3 separate regions of the Mus musculus genome follow, and regions 2 and 3 are each linked to region 1. The links are chromatin contacts, called in public Hi-C and HiChIP or PLAC-seq maps. All regions are on one chromosome and are shown on one strand. The core of a region is the stretch at or near the end of the contact, and the rest is flanking DNA. Distances in the headings are between cores, read along the strand shown.

The links. Hi-C and Micro-C count contacts between places; a contact is called where the count stands out from the background. HiChIP or PLAC-seq counts read pairs in DNA pulled down with a chosen protein or histone mark.
Region 2: a contact with region 1 is called in a Hi-C map of cerebral cortex, with 2.6 times the contacts expected there. The contact joins two enhancer-like sites. A contact is called at or near these places in 3 of 39 promoter capture datasets (the C10 cell line and liver), 4 of 15 datasets of contacts at CTCF or cohesin (the G1E-ER4 cell line, large pre-B cells, liver and 1 more), 93 of 484 Hi-C or Micro-C datasets (the 63-12 cell line, the AtT-20 cell line, B cells and 60 more) and 10 of 115 datasets of contacts at active chromatin or transcription factors (Th17 cells, astrocytes, bone marrow-derived dendritic cells and 5 more).
Region 3: a contact with region 1 is called in a FOXA1 HiChIP or PLAC-seq map of pancreatic cancer cells. The contact joins two enhancer-like sites. A contact is called at or near these places in 1 of 39 promoter capture datasets (the 3T3-L1 cell line), 1 of 15 datasets of contacts at CTCF or cohesin (the NIH/3T3 cell line), 4 of 484 Hi-C or Micro-C datasets (the 3T3-L1 cell line, 3T3-L1-derived adipocytes, cortical neurons and 1 more) and 1 of 115 datasets of contacts at active chromatin or transcription factors (pancreatic cancer cells).

Annotation. Positions count from the first base shown.
Region 1 is chr1:181,550,904-181,555,802 of GRCm38.p6, forward strand. No RefSeq gene overlaps it. Among named protein-coding and RNA genes, the nearest start is that of Gm32767, 13 kb to the left of the region's middle. Within about 2 kb of position 2,043, at least 113 of the 459 cell types and tissues checked have an H3K27ac peak or open chromatin away from gene starts, as enhancers often do. A contact at or near this core is called in cerebellum, cerebral cortex and pancreatic cancer cells, where this site is marked.
Region 2 is chr1:181,464,491-181,469,134 of GRCm38.p6, forward strand. No RefSeq gene overlaps it. Among named protein-coding and RNA genes, the nearest start is that of Ccdc121, 45 kb to the right of the region's middle. Within about 2 kb of position 2,286, at least 32 of the 459 cell types and tissues checked have an H3K27ac peak or open chromatin away from gene starts, as enhancers often do. A contact at or near this core is called in cerebellum and cerebral cortex, where this site is marked.
Region 3 is chr1:181,423,114-181,427,830 of GRCm38.p6, forward strand. The region is part of intron 3 of Cnih3 (cornichon family AMPA receptor auxiliary protein 3); the gene reads left to right. Among named protein-coding and RNA genes, the nearest start is that of Cnih3, 73 kb to the left of the region's middle. Within about 2 kb of position 1,963, at least 31 of the 459 cell types and tissues checked have an H3K27ac peak or open chromatin away from gene starts, as enhancers often do. A contact at or near this core is called in pancreatic cancer cells, where this site is marked.

The sequences.
Region 1 (4,899 bases), core at 793-3,292:
AAGCCAGGCAGGAAGTGTTGTCACTTTGTAACAGCCAGCGCTCGAAAGAGCAAACCCACTCCCAAGAGAAAACATTTCTATCACTTATATCCCAAATGCCCTGATGACTCACGTGCTAAGCCTTGGTTATCAGCTGTGTGGCTGTTGGAGGCAGCTGAACCTTCAGGAGGTAGAGCCGAGGTTAGGTCACCAGGGCTGTGTCCCTGAAAGGAATATTGTGACCATAGTCCTGCCTCTTCAGTTCACTTCCTACTGCCCTGGGGAGAACAGTAAGCATGCTGCCTGTCCCTAGCATAATGTGTTATCCCACCCCAGACCCCAAAAGAATGGAATCAAGTGATCACAGACTAAGAACCCAAACTTTGCTGTTTAAGAATAAGTTGCTGTCACTCCAACGTGTTCTACACTATCGGGAAGCTGACCACCACAGGCATTAATCCCTCTTCCTTACTCTCAGCCTGGCTGGAACTTTGCCTCCCTGTGCTACCAAGATGCCAAGGAAATCTCAGCAGGGGATGTAGAGAAAAGAATCCACATTGAATCTTAGCTCCCTCTATCCCCTCTCAGCTCCTCACCTCTGCATGGCCACCCTGTCCAGCAACCCTGCATGCTTTTGCCATTGGGAAGTGGAGCTCTTTAGACAGCAGGGAGTAAACCCATGTGGTTCTTCTTAGAAGACAAACCCAAAGGAGTTGTGGATTTGATGAACAGGTTGCAAGGAAGGGAGATTCTGTGTGGATAACTGTAGAGGCCTCTCACTTTCTCCCTGCAAGGCTGGTGAGAAAGCTGGGTCTATCCACGGCCAGAGGATGGGTGGATCCAGTTTCTGGCTGCAAAGTTTCACAGCAAAGCCAAGGCTGTGGTTGCTGCTATGATGGAGCGACTTGGAGCCACAAGGGGTCAAAAGCACTTTTGAATCTGAGATGAAGTGTTTCCTGCCCCCCTTCTTTCCTCCCTTCTTCCCTTCTTTCCTCCCTCCCTTGTTCCCTCTCTTCCTTTCTTCCTTCCTTCCTTCCTTCCTTCCTTCCTTCCTTCCTTCCTTCCTTCCTTCCTTCCTTCCCTCCTCTCTTCCTTCTTTGCTTCCTTCTTTGCTTGCATGTTTTTATTTCCCTTTTGCCATTTCAGCCAGCAAGTTGCACTCTTTCTTATGCTAGCACAGAGAAAATGAGCTAGTAAAGTCCTTGCTGGCTGATGTCCCACTTGCTGTGCAGGGTAATAAGGACCTTCACTAGGGAGGCATCTTTGGGGAGTGGAGGACAAGGGATTGTCCTGTGGCCTCTGCAGCTTGACTTTATTTCCTGACTTGCTGTTGCCCCTCTCTAAAGTAGGTATTACTTCCTCCATCCTTAGTGCCTGGGAGTCAGGCTTAGGATATCCTGCAGTCACTGCTATTGGAGGTGAACCAGAGGGAGCCTAGCTTGCTTTTCCTCCTGGTTTTTGACAAGTTCTTTTATGGGATCAGTTCTTGTACTGCCATGGGAGAAAGGAGTTAAGTAATCAGGGAGGCCTTCTAGGTGACACCTAAAGCCAGAAACCTTAGTAACTTTATCTGTACATTAGAAACCTCCAACCCCCTGTCCCAGCCCTGTGCAGCTTAGAGGACATGGGAATTCAAGTCCCAGCAGGATACTGCTAGAACCAAGGGACTGAAACAGAAAGAGCAGGACAGCAGGAGCCTAAGAGCTGTGTAAGGAGGGGGAGGGAGAGTCACAGCCTACTTAGCTGCCAGGACAGCAAGGCAGAGACAGCCAGAGAACTGGACTGACAAATGAGGGCACTCCAGACTTTGGCAGATGGCAGCAAAACCACACCAGCTGCTTTTTTTCCCAGGGCTGCCCGGTCCATTTGCCAGCCATGTCATGTTTACTCTTAGGACATAAAGAGAGGTTCACTGGAAGAGGGTGACTTCAAGGCTTCTCACTGGTACTTGGAGAGCTCTGTCCAGTTGAGCAGCCTCGGCACATGTGCCACTACTGTGTTGCCCCTGGCAGAGCCGTCCCCTGACAGGCATCAGCATCCCCACTTATGCAAGTCAACCCTGGCTATGATGTAACTTTTTATGCCCTGTGACTCAGGGTGGAGGGACTCCTTGGTCCCTCAGACAGCTCAGTGATTCCTTAATCATTTCCTCCTTTTAAGTCCTTAGTCACTGCGGGAGATCTGGCTGATTTCTAAGTTTATCACTCCTTGCTCCCCGGAGAGCATTTAGTAATATGCTGCAGGGGACAGGAGCTCTCAAAGCCCGTGAAGAAAATGGGCTTTCAGACACCCCCACCCCCACCCAGAAGAAGAGCAGAGGGTGTGGTTTGAGGATGCCTGGCACCTGGGCCTCTGTGTCCCTGAACAGATGGCAGCTTACACTGCTGGCTGGAGAACTGGGAAAGTTCAGAGCTGCCTTCAGAAGGTCGACACCCACTCACCACCCTGATGAACACCCACGGATGTGACGGTCATATCTAAGAAGAGGAGGGTGCGGCTACAGACAGGGGTTTCTGTGACTCAACACAATCATCTCTCTTGGCTAAATCTCTAATATCTGCTCCCCGTTGAGGAACTTTGGGGTCCCAAAGAGGCATCCATTTACTTCTGCATTGGGGGTGGAGGACTTTACATGTTGGCTGAATTGTGTCTTTTAAATGACATCGCAAGCCAGGCATGGTAGCGTGTGCCTGTTATGGTTCCTAGCACTCAGAAAGCCAAGGCAAGAGGATAGACAGCTATGGGTCAGGATGGGCAACACAGGGAGACGATCTCAAAACAAAACAAAAATGCCTCGAGAAATTGATTTAATTCCTCCCTCTCTGTTTCCCTCCTTCTCTCTTTTTCCGTCCTCTCCCGTCCTCCTCTCCCCATTTGCAGGTTACTGAAATGTTACAGTAACCAATACGATCAACTTGATTTCTCCTCTCAACAGTACAGTTTCAGGTTTCGAGTTGAGAAGTTAGTTGAGTGTGGATGCGGCCCATTCCCTTTATAGCTATTGATCATAGTTCATTGCGGTTCCTTGTATGAGTATAGTATTTTTTGTTTTATGGACTTCACTTGCTGAACATTTAGATTTGTTTCTAGAGTTTTCCGCCAATACCATATAGTAATCCCTCTCCCTGCGTGGGCTCCCTGCGTGGGCTCCCTGCGTGGGCTCCCTGCGTGGGCTCCCTGTGTGGGGCTCCCTGCGTGGGCTCCCTGTGTGGGGCTCCCTGCGTGGGCTCCCTGTGTGGGGCTCCCTGCGTGGGCTCCCTGCAATGTTTGCAGTAAGAGGTTTATTGCTGAAATACAAGTTGAATAACGCTGTGCATGGCCACCTGACGCTCTGTGGCCAGTGAATTGCTTGTCGCACTTGAGCAAAAGGTTCCTGTGTGTTATATAAATATTTAATCCTAATCAAGGGTTTCTACCCCACCTTTGACCATTTAGTTCCCAGATAAAAGATATACACAACCTTTCTTTTTTCACACAACTTTCATATTTATAACAAGCCTTAATCAGCACAAGAGCTTGGCAGGTTTCTATCTTCTTTGCTATTATATCTATTTCCCAGCCAATAATCCCATACACAATTTGCTATGTTTCCTCTGGGCTGCTCTTAACTCCAATTAGCCAACCCAACCCACATGGCCATTATTTTAAGATTCTTATCCCATGACAGCTTTCTTCTCCATTCAACAACTTCTCTCTCTCTTTTGTGGTTCTGACCCCAAGTCGGGGACCCTAAGCCCCACCCATGTCTCTTCTGCCCAGCCATTGGCTCGCACCATCTTTATTCACCAATCAGAAAGAAGGTTACATAGTGGACTCTCTTGTCTCTGGGGCAACTAGGCCTCGCGGGTCAGCACTTACAATACATAGCATAAGACCAAATCTCAACCCTGTGTTATTGAGTGTTTTGGTTTCTGTTGAGGTTTTGGTACTCGGACATTAGGGCTATACTATGTCTCAGACAGTGGCTGCTCCTTTACCCTAGGAGATGAATGAGAGGATACAGCGAGCCAAACCAGTCTAGATTAGTCCAACCAATCAGCTGAGCCAATGCCCAGCAAAGGCAGCCCCAGCCAAACTACTGCCCTTGGCTTCTGCAGAAAAAGAAATGCCTAAGCGGCGGAGGCTCCAACCCTGAGCCATCTATCTCAGCAGCCACTTCATGGTGTTTCCTTTGGTTCGTTTGGTTGAGCCAATGCCCAGCAAAGGCAGCCCCAGCCAAACTACTGCCCTTGGCTTCTGCAGAAGAAGAAATGCCTAAGCGGCGGAGGCTCCAACCCTGAGCCATCTATCTCAGCAGCCACTTCATGGTGTTTCCTTTGGTTCGTTTGGTTTCGGGTTTGTGTGAGAAGATGGCCTCTAGGTCCTGACTTGCTAGGTAAGCACTCTCTTATCTCTGAGCCACATCTCAGCGGAACACGTGCTTTGAGACCAGGCAGGCACCTTGGAGTTCTTGGGTGACATATGTTTCTCCGCTGAGCACGTGGTTCCATTTCAGCTCACGTGAAAAACGTCAAGTAATAGTAGCAGGGATGGATGTGTGTAAATTCATCTGACAAAATACTCATGCTTCCACACCCATCAAAGAGAAGGAGAAGATAATGTATCTGGGTGAGCTGAGACGGTGGAAGAAAGGAGAAACACGTTTAGTTTCTGTAAAATAAGCTGCCCTGAAACTTCGCAGTTTAAAACATCCAGTGTTCCCTAACTTCTGTAGCCTGTGACACCTCAGCTGGGCTGTGATCAGCAGTGTTTCATGGGATGCAGGAACTACTTCATGCTCTAAGTGTGGCTGGTGTGGGCTTCGTGGCTTCCAAGGCTATTCTTTACTTCCTTTTTTTTTTTATCGAAAATACAGTTTTTTCAAACAATGTGTTCTTATGATCTAACCACCCCCAACTCCTTCCACATCCTCCCTCCCAC
Region 2 (4,644 bases), core at 1,036-3,535, 86 kb before region 1:
AAGTAGGAGAACCATGAGTTCAAGGCCACCTGGGCTACATAGTGAGACCCTGCCTTTAAATAGAAGTCACCTTCAGCAGCAGGAAGGCACCCAATTAAGGAAGGCAGCCTTTTAAAGGTGCCTGGCACTGCAGGGAGCGGGGCCTGGGGTGTAGGATCGGCAACACTGTCTCTGCTAAGCATGAAGTCACTTTGATCCACAGACCCTAGTTCCACTTCTCTAAGCTAACTTGGGGCTTTTGTTGTTCCTTTGAAACATGTCACTTCCAGGGCCTCCAGCATCCCCATGCATGTGGGGTCCATGCCTCCTCTTGGGATACTGGGGTGAATAGAACTCATATTCTGCTGGGTATTGTTGCTAAAATTCCTCCCTAGGGGGAGGTGTAAGCAGCATCTACCCTCCTCCTAAGGTATCGGCAAGGTTCACTCTGGGAAAGCAATGAATGCACTGGGCTTCCGGAAAGAGCATAGGTAACAAACAGGTATGGGTACCCAACCCACAACACGCTACACCTGCAAAGCCTTTATCTACCAGGGATGAGGGCTTCCCTACAGCCATGGATGGCAACCTACCCCCAAGGACCCCCTCTCAGTTGTGCTAGCTTAACTCTAGTTCCTTGTCGGGGGCCAAGTGCAGTTAGGGCGGCAAGACACATAATAGGTGTTAAGGAGCAGCTGGATACTCCGGTGAGAGTTCTGACCCTTCCCCAACTGTCCACCAGGGGGTGTGAGCAGCCAACAACCCCAGTCGGATAATCCTTTTGAAGAGGGCAACAGGGCAGTTGCCCCACTTGGAGGACAGTCACACTAGGCAGCTGCCCACCTCCCTGGGTGGTCCAACCCCACAGGAAGAGAGCTTTATAAGGTACCATAGCCAGTCTTGCACTTGGTGCATAAAATCAACCCCATCGCTGTGCCTCCCCCTCCCTCAAGTGGTTCCAGGGTTTTGCTAGCACAGACTCTTCCATTCAGTCTTCATCCTGTAACCCCGGGTGTCTCGGGGAAGACACCTGCCTGCGCTTCAAAGGCGTGACACTCTCAGACGTTATTATGTGCTCTGGAATTTGACTATCTGAGAAGCCAGACAGACAGGCTTAAATGCCAGCACCAAGTCCCTGTTCAAACATCCCCAGAAGTGTGAACAGTCAACCCCCGTCCCTCTCAGAAATGCTTGATGCATCACAAAATATTGTCACCTTTCTGGTGGGATGATGTGTGTCTCTACCAGCGCGAGAGAAGGAAAGAAAATGGGATCCCAGTTGAATGTCAGGCCCACATTAAACAGTACTCTGTCGGCCAGGGAACTGTTTACAGCTGTCGGCCCAGGCCCAGGATGGTGGCTTTGGGTCCTGCAGTGAAGACAGCCAAATAGTGCAAAAGGCTGAGGGGAATTCTGCCCTTATGGGCAACTCTTAGGATGCTATTTTATTTTCCTATAGTCAGGTGGGAAATGATCCTTAGGTTGAGGTAACCCTAAGCTCCATAAAACTTCTCTAAGAAGTGGAGGGTACCCAGCAGGTAGATCAGATCCCCGGAAGATGGTGTGTGGAGCCCTGTGCCTGGACTAGCCAGCTTTGTTATTAAGGAATATTTCAAGACTGTATTTAAACAACCAAGCCCTAAGAGGTAGAACTTGCCCATCTGTGTCAAAACTCCATGGCATAAAAATTACCCATAAGACTCTGCAGCAGCCCTGGCACCAACCCTGTCTAACTATAAGAAAAAGAGCACAGATGGGATTTTCCATTTAAGACACGTGTCACCTTGCTCTGGGTTGGTTACTTGGAAACAACATAAGCTTTCAGTGGAGCAGGTGAGGAGGGTGAACCCATGCCAGACTCGGGCACAGCAGCATTTGGATGTTGGCACTGTCCGGGATACTTAGCCAAGGTGACTCGATAGTGCTGTCTCACGGCGTAACCTCACCCTAAGGTGAATGGTCCTCCTGAATGGACATCATCGGGCCTTGTACTCGACCTCTCCCGCTCACTGTTTGCGTATGAGCACAGCCAATCAGTACAGGGCAGGCATTAGATCAGGCCAGGAAAAGGGAGGCATGAGAAAAATGTCAGAAGCCCAGATGTACTTCAAGAAATAGGACACTATAAACAGAAGGTCTGAACACTGGGCTTAAAGGAAGCAGCAACACACAAAAGTCTGAGGACTACAGTAGGCTGGAGTGGTGACCGGGTTGAGTGGGGAGTGTGGATAGCCACACAGCTCATGCATTTAACAGTGCCATCTGCCTTCCTCAAGTACCACAGAGTCCGTACCCCCTCCCCCATTACTAAAAGGCTGGAACGAGTCCCAGCTGGGGCCCTTTGCTTCACTGGCTCACTGTGAGGAGCTTGTTCAACTCAAGCTCCGTGCTTGGGAAGAGACGCTGAGAATGTGGTGTAGTAGTCGCTGCTATCTGGCGCTCGGAACACCGAGAACTGGGAACCTGTCCAGAGCTTGGAATCTCTATTTCATGAGACTGAGCAAAGAAGCATCAGGAAGACTGGTTCCACGAGGGCAGAAAGTAGATGCTGGACTCCTTTTTCCTCTCCGTAAGAGATCGGGCAACTGCTTCCTGTTGCGTTAAGCGTTAAGAAAAGCCTGTGAATGATGGGAGGGCTGGGTCACACCCACAGCAGCTGTCCCAGCCCTTCCGCGGGGCCCCATCACAGCCACAGATAAGGACAATGTGATGGACAGCTTGTAGGACCTTTCTCAAGAGGAAGGTGGAGGGCTAGTGGGGACAGGCTGGAGACAGAACTTCTGGGAGTGGACAGCAGCGCAAAGGGCTAGCATGTGCTATGGGAGGAGACTTCCATGGGTGAAGCCCAGCATCAGGAGTGCCATAAAGAATGCCAGGTAAGGCCAACACCCGGACAGCAGTGCTCCGTCCAGTGCTCCCGATGGCCAGATTGCCACGTTTAGGTCAGAATCAATAGAAAGGGCAATTTCTGGATCCATGGGGTTAGAGGCCATTTGAGGACAGATGTTTGTCTGTATTAGGAGCCGACCTTTGTCCCATGAGTCCCAATAGGTTGAACTAGAGTGAGTTTTGTGTCACTCTGAGAACCTGCAGAGGCTGATGATTCTCAGTGTCCATTAGTGTTTCAGGGACCAGTACAGAGGATAATGCTTCAACTCTGGGAGGGCCACCCGTGGCCTGCACACCAGAACAGTCTGGGTTCAGTAGCACATAGCAGAGGTATACAGAAAGGCTGGTTCATCAGCGCAACCTTCTAGAATCTTCCAGTCACTGAAACATGGAGTCTTAAGCCTCAGGGAGCAGACATCTGGCCCTTTAGACCTAGAGTGACTAACGGGGAATTCTGTCATTATCTTTCAGGTGCAGAATTTAGGAAACCTGGGTCCAAGGAGAGCCTTTGGGTATTGTTTATTGGCTTCAGAAAGTCTGGCTGGTGGTCAGACAATATTTTTTTTTTGAGGAGTAACATAAAGAATCTGTTGCTTAATTCCCCACCAAGTGGCCTGGAGTCATTCGCAGAGCTGGCTCCTGTGGGGTAACCTCTGGCAGTAACAAGCTCAGGGGCTCCCACTAGGCCCACAGTGGCAGTTCTCTGATGCAGAGATCTTAGAAGGGAAGAGAGTAGCAGGAGCCATTCTAGAGAATGGCTTTAGCCTCCTCTCTAACCATCTTTGTGCGTGTTCAGCATTTGGGGGATGCATCAGCTTGGCTGATCAATTAAATCAGGGAGCTAGGAGAAATGGTAGGCTGGAGGTATGTAATGAGGTGCAGCTTGGTCTCATTCAAACACAAGTCTCTCCACCTGCAGTGCTCCAGAGAAGCCAGAGGTGGAATAGACCCTGAAGATTCAGATTTAACACCAAGATGAAAGGCAGCCAGGAGTGATGAGAGGACCCTGGCTTCATAACCAGATACTTTCTTTATGTTTAGTTTTCAACCAGGGCTGTGTGGTTGATTAGGCAATCTACAAACTCTTACATCATTGAATGAGCGCTGCTCTTGATGTAGGAAGGACCTGACTCCTCCTTCTGTTGGCTGTGTGATGTTGGTCACATTTCTTAGCCTTTCTGAGCCTTAGTTCACTCAAATGTGTGTGGATGGGGGGAGGCACTAATGAATGGTTTTTAAAGGTTGACATGAATAAAGTTATATATATTTACATGAAATAAACGTATAGAGTGGACTATGCACTACAGATATGAGGGATTAATGTAGTAGTCACAGCAGGAGTTTTTCTACAGTGATTTTCAATCATCAGCCTAAGGGCTGGAGACATGGCTCAGTCGTAGAAAGCTTGGCTTGCATGGCAAAGCTCTGGCTTCATCGCCAGCACTGCAAAAAAAATGCATAATTTTTATACTCATTTTTTTGTTGGAACAAAGTAGAGATGTCAGAGTCAGGATATGGTGGGGAGGGGGAGGCTGGAATGTCCCAGTGTGACTGAAACATTAGAAGATGGCCAGAAACCTGGTAGACCTGTATGGTCAAGTCTACTCTTGCTTTAGGGAGGCAGCTGGCTTGGGAGGCAGTCACAGTACAGCGGAGATTAGGGTGATAGCACCTGAGTCCAAAGGCTTCTAGGTCAATACATTAAATATATAACTAATAAACTAAATCGATTATCAGAAGGAAAGGCTGAGAGGATTGACCAGAGGAAGATAAAAA
Region 3 (4,717 bases), core at 713-3,212, 130 kb before region 1:
TAGCAGAAGCGAGGTTGCTGGATGTGGAAATGAGTCCATATATGCTATCTTGGCCCATGCATACTCCTATAATAAAACAATACAACCTCGGAGGCTCATACAAAACTGTTTACCCTCACAGTTCTGGGGGTGGGGTAAGGTCAAGGGATCAGTAGATTGACAGCTTGATGAAGGTAGGCTTCACAGTCCACAGGTAGCTGCCCTCTTGCTGTGTCTACATGGAGAGGGAAGCTCGGTGGCTCTGGACCATTGTTCACCTCTTTGTCCAGTCATGAAGGCTCCACTTCCATCACCTCAGCGATGTCCCACCTTCTCATACTACCACAGGAGGGGCAGTGGGACCAGCAGCCAGCACATTGCCATGGTGGCTCAAGTAAAGCGTCTCTTACAGCAGCGTTCGTTGTCTAACCTGCTGCCTAGTCTGCAGGCATTATCCACAATGTGTAGCAGGACTAATTTGGGGCAACAATTGCAGTGTCAACGTGGGCTCCTCTTTACTGAAGAGGAGAGGGAGTGGAGGAGAGGTTGACCAGCGTTGCCTGCTACATGCAAAGTCAACTTTTGAATCCAGGTAGTCTTGGCCCAGAGCTTGCTTTTCAGTTTCTATTACCTGCTTAAATGATAAGAGTGCGCTGCCCTGCTCTCAGGACAAAGATGGTGCAGCGTTAACAGAAAGGAACGTGCACAAGTTCCCGGTCCAACTCTACCTCCTCCTTAACGGGGCACCAGGAACAAGCCCAAGCACAAGCCTGCTGAAGCCCGGTCTAGGGAGCCGATGAGTTTATCAGGCTTACTTACAGAGCGTGGATGAGGGTCAGTGGCCCCAAGGCACCTGGACTACAGAAGTCTCTTCTTAGCCCCATAGCTGTCTAGGTGGAACCCCCTCTTCAATTAATTTCTTGTACTGTCTGCTTTAGCACCTTCAAAGATTCCAAGGCCACATGAGGTTAGGGCAGAAATACACACACAGGGACTGAGATGTGCGGAAGAGAGGGAGATATCAGGGAAGACCCTCCCCACTGCCCCTTCTATGAGACTTTACCTTGGGGGGTCTCTTACAATCGTTCATGGATAAAATTGGAGGCTGTTAGAAGAATACTGTGGAAACTGACATAATTATTACTAAAACCCTTGGTCTATATTTATCATTCACACCTCCATGTGGTCACAAACAGCAAATATGTAAAAGCACAGATGTACACACAGGGCTGGGTTCTTCTGTTTAATTCCCTAATAATGGGGGGGGGGAGGGGAAAGGGTTTATATGCAGCCGTTTCTCCTCGTCTGAAGTTATAGTTTCTGCAGTTTTTATTACCCAGTGCTAATATTAGTTGAAAAATATTAAATGGAAAATTCCATAGATAAATGATTTATAGGTAATAAGCTGCCCACTGTTCCAAGTGGTGCGATGAGATCTCACGCTGCCCTCTCCTCCCCAGTTAGGGTATGACTCATACATATCTTTGTCCAGGGTACCACATTGTATTCACCTACCTTCTCTCGGGTCACTTAGCAGACGGATCTCAGTTGTCAGGCCTGCTATCACATGCCACAGTGCCATGCTGTGTGACAGGTATATTATTTAATCATGACCCAAGAACAAGGATAATCATACTGAGCAGTTTGAATACACCAGAGAGAAGTCTTTAAGTGCTCCCATTGACTGAAAGGCGAGAGTCCTCAACTTAATGAGGAGATGGAGAAGAACCCGTTGATGTTACCAAGATCTACTGTAAGAGTGAGTCTTGTCTGTGACAACGTGAAGAAACGCAGATCCCTGCTAGTTTTGCTGATGTAACCCGCACTGTGAAAGTTATGGCTGTGGTACGTGACTTGTGCCTGGGTAAGACAACTGCACACTGAATCACAAGGTTTGGGACTAGCTACGGTTTCTGGTATATGCTAGGACTCATGCTATTAGCTGCTGAGAACAAGGAGACCTTGACCATAACTAGTTTGTTCCAGTTCTCAGCTGATAAAAAGCTGCTGTCTTAATCATGATCACCCGAGTCTACACAATACCCCACACTATGCACTATTTAGTCCTATCTGTATTTATGAACCTTCTGTACCAGGTTTTTACCTGGCCCCTTGCTAATAACCCAACAATAAATGTCTTTGTGTGCTTTATCAGAAGGGAGGCTGGAAGGCTAGGTTATATGAATATGTACTTCCCCCAAAAGGTTGAAGCACTCTGTATCCTGCTCAGTGGTAGGAAAGGGTTTCTGTTAACTGGGCATGATGGCTCACACCTTTAATCCCAGCACTCAGAAGGCATAGGCAGGTGTGGATCTCTGCGAGTTTGAAGCCAGCCTGGTCTACAAAATGAGTTCCAGGACAGCCAGGGCTACAGAAAGAAACCCTGTCTTATTGCCCTCACCTCCACCAAAAAGAGGGCATCTGTTTGTCTAGCTGTGACTCAGTGGCCTTGGGCAACCCGCAGGCTAGTCGAAGGGCCCATCTTCCTCTCCCTAGGAAGGTGCACAGCTCAGCAGTCAGGAATGTATCCTTACAGGCCAGCATTTCTCAGCCCCAGGGCACACTGGACACCCCTAGAGGTTTAAAACCTGGGGCTCCAAATGACTCAACTCCAGAAAGTTCCACTTAATTTTTCCAGGCTGGGTGCAGACAACAGTGTTTTCAAAAGCCTCCCAGGGGGTTTCTTGGCCTACCTGGGTGGGAACTATGCCAACACAAGACCTGAGTTCTTTTCCTCTCTCTCTCTCTCTCTCTCTCTCTCTCTCTCTCTCTCTCTCTCTCTCTCTCTCTCTCTCTCTCTCTCTCCCCCTCTCTCTCCCTCCCTCCCTCCCTCCGTCCCTCTCTCCCTCCGTCCCTCTTGTCCTCCCTCTCTTGCTCCCTCCCTTGCCCTTCCCAAGCCTCTTCTTTAAATCAGTAAAAGTTGACTGTAGAGAGCTTCCTCTGGAGCAAGCAGCCTTTCCCTGCCCTGTCCCATAGAACAACTCTATCAGGGGTGACTTTTAATTCCCACTCCCAAACCTCTTTGCAGAACTGGAAACTCAGGCCTGAATGTGATGTTTGGTGATACTGCCAACCGGCTCTGAGGGGCAGGCAGGCAGACTTGGAAACCCCTCTGACCTTAGGGCTTCCTACCTCACAGGTCAGTGTTTCTGCCTGAGGGAGGGGCAGGGGTGTTTATGATGTGACGATCTGGTATCTACACACCGCATTCGGCCCCGCACTCCGGCCAGCCAAGGTTAAGTATGCCAGCAGCCGGGTTGAACCACCCAGGGCCGCAAGTGTGTTAAGGAACGTGAGTTATGAGGCTGGCTGTGCAGAGGGGCTCAAACCTTGTAGTGTATTAGAGTCACCGGGGGAGAGTAAAAGATCCTGAGCGATGCTCAAACCCAACCAACAAAGTCGGAATTCCTGAGGAGGAGACCCAGTACAGGAATTTTTAAAGCTCCCCAAGTCATTGCCGTGTGCAGCCTTGTTTGCAAAACAACACCCATGAGAGCCCTTGGCCCTCATGTCTCTCACACTTAGTAACTATCTGGGCCTGGCAATGGAACTGCTCAGCCCCTCCCTGATGAGCACTATTCCTACCCAGTTTTTGAGCTTAGAATCATTTCTGTAGCAATTCGTGTCCTGAAAGATGGAAATTACTTTTTTTTTCCACAAGGCAAAAAATATCCCCATTATTTTATAAATAGAATTGTTCCCTGGCTCTGGAGGACCGTAGTATTCTGTGGCCGGCCAACCCTGTACACAGTGAGAGTTTAGGCAGCGTAGAGTGAGCACCTGCATGGTGCTCCCCTCAGCTCACCTGAGTGCGGCTCTGGGGTCCTCCACATCAGTCCTCAACATGTCTTACTCAGAGTGATCGAGGAAAGAGTGGTGGTGGACAAGGGGGTGTCTTTCAGGTTGTGGAGGAGGCTACTTTCAATGGATTGGCCAATGTCCTCAACTCCAGTACTCTCCAGGGCTGCACTTGAAGTGAGGTGAGGGCTTGGATAGCAATTCTGAAGACAACCAGAGTGCTCACTGGGTAGAAAGGGGACATACAGGGTGGTAGGTGGAAGGGTGAATGGTGGGTGCTGCTGGGGTGGTATATTAGAGTTCTCCAGGGGAACTAAACCAAACACACACACACACACACACACACACACACACACACACACACACACTATTAGATTATTAGATTGCCTTATGATGATAGGTGCTGCCAGGTGGTTCAACAATGGCCAAATGGAAAAGCAGAGAACCTAGTAGCTATTCAGGCCAAGAAACCAGACAGACAGACACATCTACAACCTTGATCTGGTGCTGAAAGCCTAGACTCTCCCTGGACAGTGTCTACTATGGCGTTGATGGTCAGCCGGTGGGAAAGGCTGAAGTTTGATGTCAGCATCGGGGACAGCAGTCGTGATAGATAGGGAGGGGAAGGCAGGCACACTGCTCTCACCCTGGACCCCTTTATATTTGAAGTTTGCCACCCACACGGAGGACAGGTTGTCATCCTCCAATTAATTCTCTCTGGAAATGCTTTCACAAACATCCAGAAGTGTGTTGTCTAAATGACAGAAATCCAGCCGAGTTGACAGTCACGACCCGCTATTAAGGTTGAGTCAGCTGGCACCCCCCACAGGATGAGGCTGGGACTTCCACAAGCACTTGGGGAAGAGCAGACGCTCCCGCCCTTCTCACCTAGAAGCAGCAGCTTTGGAGAGAAGGGCTGTTCTGTCAAGACAGTACAGCT